2 separate regions of the Hordeum vulgare genome follow, and region 1 is linked to region 2. Evidence: chromatin contacts called from public Hi-C data. All regions are on one chromosome and are shown on one strand. The core of a region is the stretch at or near the end of the contact, and the rest is flanking DNA. Distances in the headings are between cores, read along the strand shown. Region 1 holds the start of LOC123427361 (plasmodesmata-located protein 8-like). Region 2 has its middle 17 kb from the start of LOC123430581.

Region 1 (4,510 bases), core at 1,471-3,970, 450 kb after region 2:
CCATATGACTATGCCCCCTTTTGAATCGACAGTAGATTGGGCTTCATAGCTACTTTCATTCTAAAGACGAATATTAGTCAATAGGCAGGCTTCTTTCAGTAGCAAACATATTCATTTTCACCGGGCTCCGCGCACCTTTGGTACTTCTGGAGGGCAAGCAGTTTTATAGTGACTTCTTTCTTAGGGTAGGGCGACGAATACTTCCAATTCCGGAAAGGTCATTGGGTCGTCTTTGGAAGCTAAAGCGAAAGTTGTAGAAAGCCGGGAGAAAAAGCGAAAGCTTGCTCGAAACGGCCTATACCCTAACCCTCGGAAGCGAAGACGCAAAGCGTCACTTTTTTCAAAAGGAAGGAGTTTTTTCTGACTGAATCCATCCATAAAGCCGCCAAGGAAACGAAGTTCGTTCCCTTTCATCAAGTGGGTAAGGTAGGCAAACCACTTAAGCTTTGCCTTAGACTGACGGAACAAAGCTAAGAAGTAGGCTGAATGGAAAAAAGGAAAGGGACAAAGGCGGTCGTCGTTTGGCGCGAAGGCTGCTAGTTCGGTACGGTACTAAAGGTCCTCGGACTTCCAGGTGGTTTTTCTTTTGGGCTGCTGTGAACCCTTGGATCTCGCCAATACAACCTTTTATGGTTTTCGTTACCCAGATATTTTTTCTTTTTTCCCAGGGATTTTTTGGGTAATCAGCTCCCATGCTGCAAACAGTCAAATATTATTTCTACGTAAAACACCCATAAAGGGGATTTCAATCGAAATCCCAAAACAGGATATTAGTTCTTTCTCTTGTTCTTGATGATATTGTAATGGAATGACGAACCTATTTCTTCACTTTTTCGCCAACAAATCTGAATTATCTTAAAAAATAGAAGGATAGATCAAATTCCAATGTCCATTGGACATGATTCGATCTGACGTTGAATAATCAAGAATTTCCCTATCTTTTTTACCAATCTATTAGGAATAGGTTTACATAGTTATGGTTCGTTTACATTAACACCTAAATGATTACATAAAAAAACGTTCATGAAATGAACGTTTTTACTTTTATATTTTATTTGAGAACCACTTGAACGCCTTCTCAAAGGGTTCTCAAAAATCCGAGATAGATCTAATTATACTTTTTTACTTATTTCTGCATTAATAAAGCAGACTAGTAAAAAAAAACCTATTTAGGATAATAATTGGATAAGAGAGCCAAATCTTTTCCATGCCTTCTTCCGACGTGCACCACAAGAAGGGACAACAGTCCTCCGGAACCCCGCCTCCCGTGATCCTTTACGGGGAAGGGGCGATCAGGTTTCTGGGAAGCACACTCGTGCAGCTGTTGGCAGCGATAATTTCCTGAACGACGACTTCTTCCCCGATCTCGGCAATCTCTTCGACATAGGCGACAACATCAACACCGGCGGTTGGGCTTCTGTTGCACCGTATGCAATTCTGTGCTCTGTATTTGATATTGTACTAGAATTCTCATTTCCAGTATCTCCTAGAAATTTGATCTATTCGTCTATTATGGTAGTATGCATGATTAGTTTATAATCTCTGTTTTTATGATTTCTTTAATGTTTATTGGGATTAAATTTCGTAGTAATTCGTTCATATATTGAACACATGGGTGACATCTTTTATAGACAGCGAGAGATAGCATTTGTGGGCGGTAGGTCGGTCGATACACTCCTGAGACATCAGCCAATGGGCCGACGAAAACACTATGCGCCGACCAATCGACGATACCGACCGCGTCTTGATTTCTTTTCTGACGATACCGACCGACGCAGCATCGCCGGGTTTGCAGCTGCGGAGCACCTGCAGCCGCACCTGGTCGGACGGCACACGAGGACGGCGGCATCACCGTCGATCGGCACGGCGACGCGGAAGAGCCGAAGCGAGCCACGAATTCGCGTGTCCCCGCGCGCATGGCCGCCATGTGTAGGCGCATAGCACCGGGGCCTACGAACGTTCAGGAACCAAGCAACGCGCTCAAATGGCGGGACACGGTCGTTGCACTTGCCCGCCTCGACGCTCCGGCCCGGTGTCGCCCTCCCCCTGAATCCTCGTCGGGCTACGACGTAGCCTGCTCTTTATCTCGAGGAATCCAGGCTTCCCCGGTGGCTCCCAAAAGCTCGGTGATCCGATGGGTCGGTCGAGGCGTCGAGCCCTGCTGCCGTAGGCTTGGCACAACCACCGCCATTTTCCCACTCGCTGCTGAGGCATCCGCCCGGAATCACGTAACCACCATACTACTTGTACCAGCACCGTCAACCGTCGACAAAGAAAAGTGCCGCAGGTGCTCGTGTCGTGCTCGAGCGGCCGCTGCTCATCGACAAATCTGGGGATGACCTGAGCGTCCAAAACGACGATTGCTCGTCATGGTAACAGGAGAAAAAATGCATGCGCAAACTCCGCAACATGTGCCGCGGCTGTAGAAGCACAGAGGAACGTCTCACCAGTCACCCAATCGCGATCGCCTTAAACTGATTGATGATAACGCGAAGGGACGTAGCATTACACCAGTGCACTCGTCAAAACGGCACCACTGCTATCTATCGTCCAATTGTGCACCATGCATGCCACCCCCGTATAGCTAGCCATGCTGCTAGCTATCTTATCGCCAGCTGGTAGTAAAGCAAACGAAAACTGAACGTTCCCTGTCATCGGTCCTGTTCCTGTCTAATTTGAAGAAACCGAGTAGTAGTTATATCGACGGGATCAGACCAGAGTCGTCCGTCCGACCCCGTCTCTACGAGGCCCAGCCGTGACCAGGAGTCAAGTAGGCACCGTCGTCTCGGGTCGACGTGCTCGCACACTACAAAGCACAAACCATCGCAAGCATAACCAAAAATCACCGGCCACTCCCCCGCTCACAGCCATCGAAAACTCCGACCAGGAGTCAAGTAGGCACCGTCGTCTCGAGCCGATGTGCACGTTCGTCTCGTCGGCCATGCACCCTCGCAACCAGCTCCGCCGTGGGCGCGCCGCCGCCACGGCCGCCGTGCTGCTCGCGATCGGCCTCGGCGCCGCGTTCACGGACGCGGACACGGACACGTTCATCTACGCGGGGTGCTCGCCGTCCAAGTACCAACCGGGGACGCCCTACGAGGGCAACCTCAAGTCGCTCCTTGCCTCCATCACCAACGCGGCGCCCACCGGCGCGTACAGCAGCTTCGCCAACGGCACGGGCGACGGCGCCGCCGCGTACGGGCTCTACCAGTGCCGCGGCGACCTGGGCGACGGCGAGTGCGCGGCGTGCGTGCGGAGCGCGCTGGCGCAGCTCGACCAGGTGTGCCCCGGCGCGTCGGCGGCGTCGCTGCAGCTGGAGGGGTGCTACGTGCGCTACGACGGCACCAACTTCGTCGGCCGGCCGGACACGGCCATGGTGTACCGCAAGTGCAGCGCCAGCACCAGCGCCGACGCCGGCTTCCTCGGGAGCCGGGACGCCGTGCTCGGCGCGCTGCAGGCCGCGGCCGGCGGGTACAGGACGGGCAGCTCCGGCGGCGTGCAGGGCGTCTCGCAGTGCCTGGGCGACCTCGCCGCCGCCGACTGCACGGCGTGCCTGGCGCAGGCCGTCGGGCAGCTCAAGGGCGCCTGCGGCACGGCGCTCGCCGCCGACGTGCACCTGGCGCAGTGCTACGTCAGGTACTGGGCCAGCGGCTACTACTTCCGCCCCTCACAAGGTACTACTAGTCTACTACTACTACAACGCGTTAGTATGAAACATGCACGTCCTCTGTTGTTTGAACCAACGAAACAAATGTACCGAATTCGTTCTCTACGAGACTTACCTCGTTTTTTTTTTTTGGCGGATAGTAAGACTGCTTCGTTGTGATATATCTTTTTGAAAAGTCAAAGTTTATAAATATAAATTTTGACAAAATTTTTGTAGAGAAAAATATATAAATCTAGAATACCAAATACTCCCTGTGTCCCAATATTTTTGTCTTACATTTGTTTAAAAATGGATGCATGTAAATACAAACACATGACTAGTTACATTCATATATAGACAAATCGAAGATAAAATATTTGAAACGGAGGAAGTACATGTCATTAGATACATCACAAGACCTATTTTTATACATATCATTTTTGTAGTTACAAACAGTTTTTTCTATAAATTTAGTCAATATTTATAAAAGTTGACTTTTCAAAAAATCTAGATGCACAACATTGCGAGACGGAGGAAATAGTATCAAAAGCCAATTGGCAGAGCAAGTTGTAGGTAGTGAGATGGGTGCACTGATGGAATCGATTCCGATGGGTAACGGGTAAACTTACCAAAGTTGATAAGTGAGATCGGTCGGAATATGTCCTCTGACATCCTTTTTCTATCCTTTTACGGGCTTGCACGGTGGATGGCCTTTTCACAGTGTGTCCACTTGTCTATCAGTACTCTATTAGTCTGAAAATAAGTGTTTTAACTTTCTACTAGCTCTAGTATAATATTGTACTGTATTAAACTTCAGACACTTATTTTGAAATGAAGGGAGTACAATCACCGTACCAGCTGTAA
Region 2 (5,101 bases), core at 2,315-4,814:
CGCCTCATCGCCAGCGTCGCCGTCGTCTTCCCCGACCGCTTCATCTACTCCGACCACTCCGGGCAACATCGGCCCCCGCCGATTTGCACCGCAACCGTCGTCAAGTCCTTCTCTTTTAGCCTCCTCAACATAGCGTACAGGTTGTGTGCAGGTCCCCGTCTCCGCATGCCCGGTGCTGGCAACACCGACGTGTGCCTTCGTCCCCGGTGTGTTCCTAGGCCTGGCAAACCTGGAGCAACGCATCGTCAACATCGACTTCGTCCGTCTACGCATGCGCGGTGCTGGCAACACCGATGCGTGCCTTCGTCCATGATGTGTCCCCGGGCTTGTCAAACTCGGCGCGACGCGTCTCAACTACGTCTTCTTCCTGGCGCACCACTATTTCGGCACCTTTGCGCCCATGACTAACTCGGCGCCTCCTTGCGCTCGCGGCTCCATGGCGACTTCCTCGACACCGGCTACCCCGACTCGACATCGACCACGGCGTTCTTCGCACGACCACCTCGGCCACGGCTACACCACCATACGCTCTCGGCTATCTCGACCAACGCACAAAGGGCTACCGCCTTGCTTGAGCAACCTTGTCGGTTTACACTCCAGCCACAACTTTCACCATGCATCGACTGTTACGACTGTGGGGGGATGACCGTCGGCTTACCTTCAGATTCTTCTCCAGTCTCACCGTCTGCATCGTTACCGTTGTGATTGCGGGGGATGTTGAGTAACGTAATTGTTTAGGAAAGCATAGATAGACTAGGATTTGTTCCTGCCTTGATTTGTACTCCAAGATGATCATGTACTCCTATATATATATGCCCACGAGGCTCAAGCAATACATCAACTATTCCACCAATCCCTATTCTCCAGCTCAACAGATCCTAATATCTCTAGAATGTTCAGCCTGGGAGCTCCTCATCGAACTAAACTTTTGCCAAGGATCGAACAATGCATCCTAGGTAGAACCACGATTTTCAGCTGCCCCATACGACATGGGAGCAGTCGGTCCAAAAATCAGGAAAAAGCCAAGGACAAGTCAATTGCCTAATATGGCGCTGAAAAAAGCCCTAAAACCCAAAAAAAATGATGGGAAAAATAAAAAATAGGATAATTGTACAAAAATAAAACAAATGATTTGCAATGATATATAAAATGTATTTCACATGGCACACTGGACTTCCCACCTCTATGTCGTTCGATCCAGACAAACATATTGCAAAAACAATGCCATATTCTTTACTAATACATATCTATCCATGGCAAAATTAGAAGATTTTGCATCTGAAACAAACAAAATTTGCAATGATCACAATAGTTTGCCATGGGCAACAAGCTCCCAGGAAAAATACCATGGCAAAACATACAATATTAATATAGCATGATGGCTTATAAGTTTATGATATTTTTAATTTAGTGGCAAAAGTTACAAGACCAAATGGCAAAATTGTTAGATATCCATGGCAGAACCATTGAACTATGGCATTTCTTTAGTAAACACAAATAAATAACAAGGCTTTTCACCTCGCAGGAAGCCCGGTGAGCAATCCTCAATTTATTAAAATAAAAAAACTACATGGTTTTTTTGGCGTATGAAACAAGTTTTACATGTTTTAGTTAAAACTAGTTTTGCCATGGAAAGACTAATTGTTCTTTGCCATGCTATGCAATTTTTCACCATGGCCCAAAAAATGAAGGAAAATAAAATTGCCATGATAGACAACAAAAGGAAGATATCATGGATTGTTTAGTGAAAATTGTCGTGGTTCATAAAAAGCAAAACTTCACACAAGAGATGGAAGTAAATTTCCGTGCTTGATAAAGTAAATTTATGAAATCAAAATGATACGGTGTTTTGAAAACAAGTGTGAAGTTACATGTGCTTCTATCAACGTAGAATCGCGAGGGCAATATGTCGCACCCCTTCCTAATTGGAATCACCTACGTGCGATAGTCGCGGGCTGGCCCATTTTAGCGCGGGTGAACGATGCGCGCATAGGTTCGCTTCGTTTTGGCCCGTAGCAGTCATTGCCGGGTTGAGTCGCTCAGGTTTTCTCCTTTTCTTCTTCTTCTTTTATTCACTGGTTCTCTTCAGTTTTTCTATTATTTCTTCATTTTACTTTGGCTTGTTTGTTTTTTCATTATTTTCCCTTTTTTTTCCTTCTCTGTACTTCGTTTTCTTTTGGTATTGTTCATTTTCTCGGGATTTCTTTGATTATCTTTTTGTTTCCTTGTCGTTTTTGTTTCTCAAAGCACAATGTACATTTTTAGAGTACACATGATACATTTTTGTGGTACACGCTGGAGATTTTCTAAATATATGATATACATTTAAATACATGTTTCGAACAGTTTTTCAACGTGTGGTACTCCGTCTGATCTGCATGAGTTGTCGTTAGTTTATTGCAAATTTTTATCTACTTTGTACTCAACTAGCAAAAAGTTATATGTATTAGAGGGAGTAACATTTTTTACAAATACATGTTATACATACTTTTAGTAGTAATTAACATTTTCTAAACTACATGAGCATTGTTTTACATTGTATAAACTTTATTAAAAATTTCATGGATATTTTCTGAAACACAGGAATATTTTCTTAAAGTACCATGATAAGGTTTTTAAATGGAAATAAGCATTTTTTATCATATGCGAACATTTTTTATCTTGGCATATGTCATTTTCCTAAATTTCATGACCATTTTATTGCAATGCGGGAGTTTTTCCATCAAATATGATGTACAATTTATTAATGGCAAGAATATATATATACATTTCACAAACATTTTTTTACGTTGTATACGCAACTTTTAAACACAACTCTTATATTGATTTTTGAAGCGCCTTTTTTCATTTTCACGAACATTTGTTTGGAAGTTATCAGCATTTTCTGAAACAGTGCTAACAATTTTTTATAAAGTGTTATCATTTTTTATCAAATTTCCTAAGTAAATTTAAGTTTCTTGAATACATATATTTAATTTGAAGTATAAATAAAAGAAGAGGAGAAAGTGAAATTAGTGTGACTTTAGCATGACGTCAGCTGAACGAGCCCCGTGCTTCTGGGCAGGCCCACTACCATCTCCTGTAGGCCAGGTTGCCATGGCCTCGCAATGTGCAGCACATAGCCGCGTCCACGTAGAATCCTCGTCATCCGGTTCGACCTCATATATGAGCCCAAAACCGCCACGCATCCATCCTTCCTTTTCCCAAACCCTTAACCCTTTGGGTTTACTGCTGTTTCTAAGAATATATTTTTACTGCTTTGCATTACAAGTATATACTTTCTCTGTAAATTAATGTAAGATATTTTAGATCACTTAACGATAGTCTAAAATGCCTTATATTAATTTACAGAGGAAGTAGCAAATAAGCACTTCAATGTCTAGCAACGCAAAGAACGGATCTATGCGCCCATCCACACCATGTCATCCTATGATCACCGATGGGATCCCTTTGCGTGGCCTCCCTTGGTGGCAGTGACAGATAACACCATCGGTGTGTCACTGTCACCCAATGTTCAGGAGTTGCACAACAGTGGCTTTAGTAGTTGGCGCTCATGGCATGGTGCGTGCATCGGACTCTCTGCTGCCCTGCTGGAAGGTGGACCACACCGGTGAGGTGGTGCTCACCCGACGGTGCTACGGTCCACGGCTTGTGGTTGTGTTTCAGATATGATCGGTCGAATGAGGGTGCGATGGCCTCCTAACGCTCCACGATAGCGGCGGTGACCAAAAAGATCTTCGGCGTGTCATTAGTGGAGAAACATGTCAAAGTTCCGGTTCACCAATCAAGACTAATAAATCTCTCCTAATAATAAAGCGTGGTTCGCTTCTGTCGTCCGTCACGGCCTTTTTGCAAAAAAGCTTCTATCATTTTTGTTATTCAACCCGCACTACAATTTTAAGTGAGTCGAAAGGAGGAAGAAGAAGAACCAGCGGGCGATGGCTCTGGATCGGGATCCCCTCCCGTTTAGGCGCTCGAGAACGGTGGAGGCGAGGGAGCTCGAGGAACGACCTTGTCGCCGGAAAAACGAGGCCGAGGGGGTGGGCGGAGCGCAAGGGCGCGAGCACGTCGAGGCGGAGAGGTCGGGCGTGGCGTCGCAGACGACCGGGCCAACGCGGGGCGGTGCGGGAGGCCACCGGGAAGGGGCGGCGCAGACGACCGGGACGACGCGGGGCACGCTAACACCGGCCGTGGGCAGAGTGGTGCACGGGGGCGGACAGAGTGGTGGAGCCGACGCGGTGAGGCGACGCGGGCGCGTGGAGAAGTGGCGCACGGGGGTGGCCGGATGGGCGGAGCCGACACTGGGAGGCAACGCGGGCGCGCGGAGACAGAGCGGGCGGAGCTGCGCCACCACGGGGTCGGTCCGCTCCACCCGCACCTCCCCGCCTGCCGCCGCAGAGCTCGGTTCAGAGGGAATTAGCGGTTCGAGAAAGATCTAGAGGCGTCTGGGATGTGGATGAGGTGTGGCGAGGGAAACTCCCTTTTTAGCGGTGAGGACTAGCGTGAAGGCCGTTACCTTAGTGGATGCTAAAACGAACGCACGTACGAGAATGGGCTATGGGCCTAATGCATGAGTTGGCATGTTACTAATTTTTCTCCGTTACTTGGGTAATTCGAGTACTTGATGGTTAAAACCGAAACGAACAATGCAATTTTCGGTTATACAAAGTTGCTGACCGAATTTAGTATAAACATTTTCGGTTTCGGTCTATTTGGCATCGGTCTCGGTTTTTTCGGTTCGGTAATTCGGTCTTCGGTTAAAATGCCCACCCCTAGGTGCGAGGGCCAAACGGCACACGTGGCCCATGCAAACAAGGGGATTAAAGCAAAGAAAAAAAGATAATTTATGGGTTTATTTCTACATTTTTGACAAAATATTTAAATCCTTTGTGCCCATTGTGACACAAACACATGGCGGAACCATATATGCCTAGACGAGAATGAAATAAGTACATAAATTATTTCCAAGCACTGCTGATTTCGGTTTATATAAGTGCATATTAAACCATGGATGACAAACATAGTTTAGTTTTCAATTAGTAGCTGAACTCTCGAAGAATGTGCTTCAAAGTTGAAAAAAATGGACTAAACAGAAGTCGCA

The links. Hi-C and Micro-C count contacts between places; a contact is called where the count stands out from the background.
Region 1: a contact with region 2 is called in a Hi-C map of seedling, with 2.5 times the contacts expected there. The contact joins the promoter of LOC123427361 here to the enhancer-like site in region 2. A contact is called at or near these places in 2 of 6 Hi-C or Micro-C datasets (leaf and seedling).

What each region holds. Positions count from the first base shown.
Region 1 is chr2H:570,018,606-570,023,115 of MorexV3_pseudomolecules_assembly, forward strand. LOC123427361 (plasmodesmata-located protein 8-like) reads left to right here and starts at 2,721. Exons shown (of 3, transcript XM_045111386.1): 1 at 2,721-3,674. The coding sequence starts at 2,918.
Region 2 is chr2H:569,571,292-569,576,392 of MorexV3_pseudomolecules_assembly, forward strand. No RefSeq gene overlaps it. Among protein-coding and RNA genes, the nearest start is that of LOC123430581, 17 kb to the right of the region's middle. Within about 2 kb of position 3,565, at least 3 of the 3 cell types and tissues checked have open chromatin away from gene starts, as enhancers often do. A contact at or near this core is called in leaf and seedling, where this site is marked.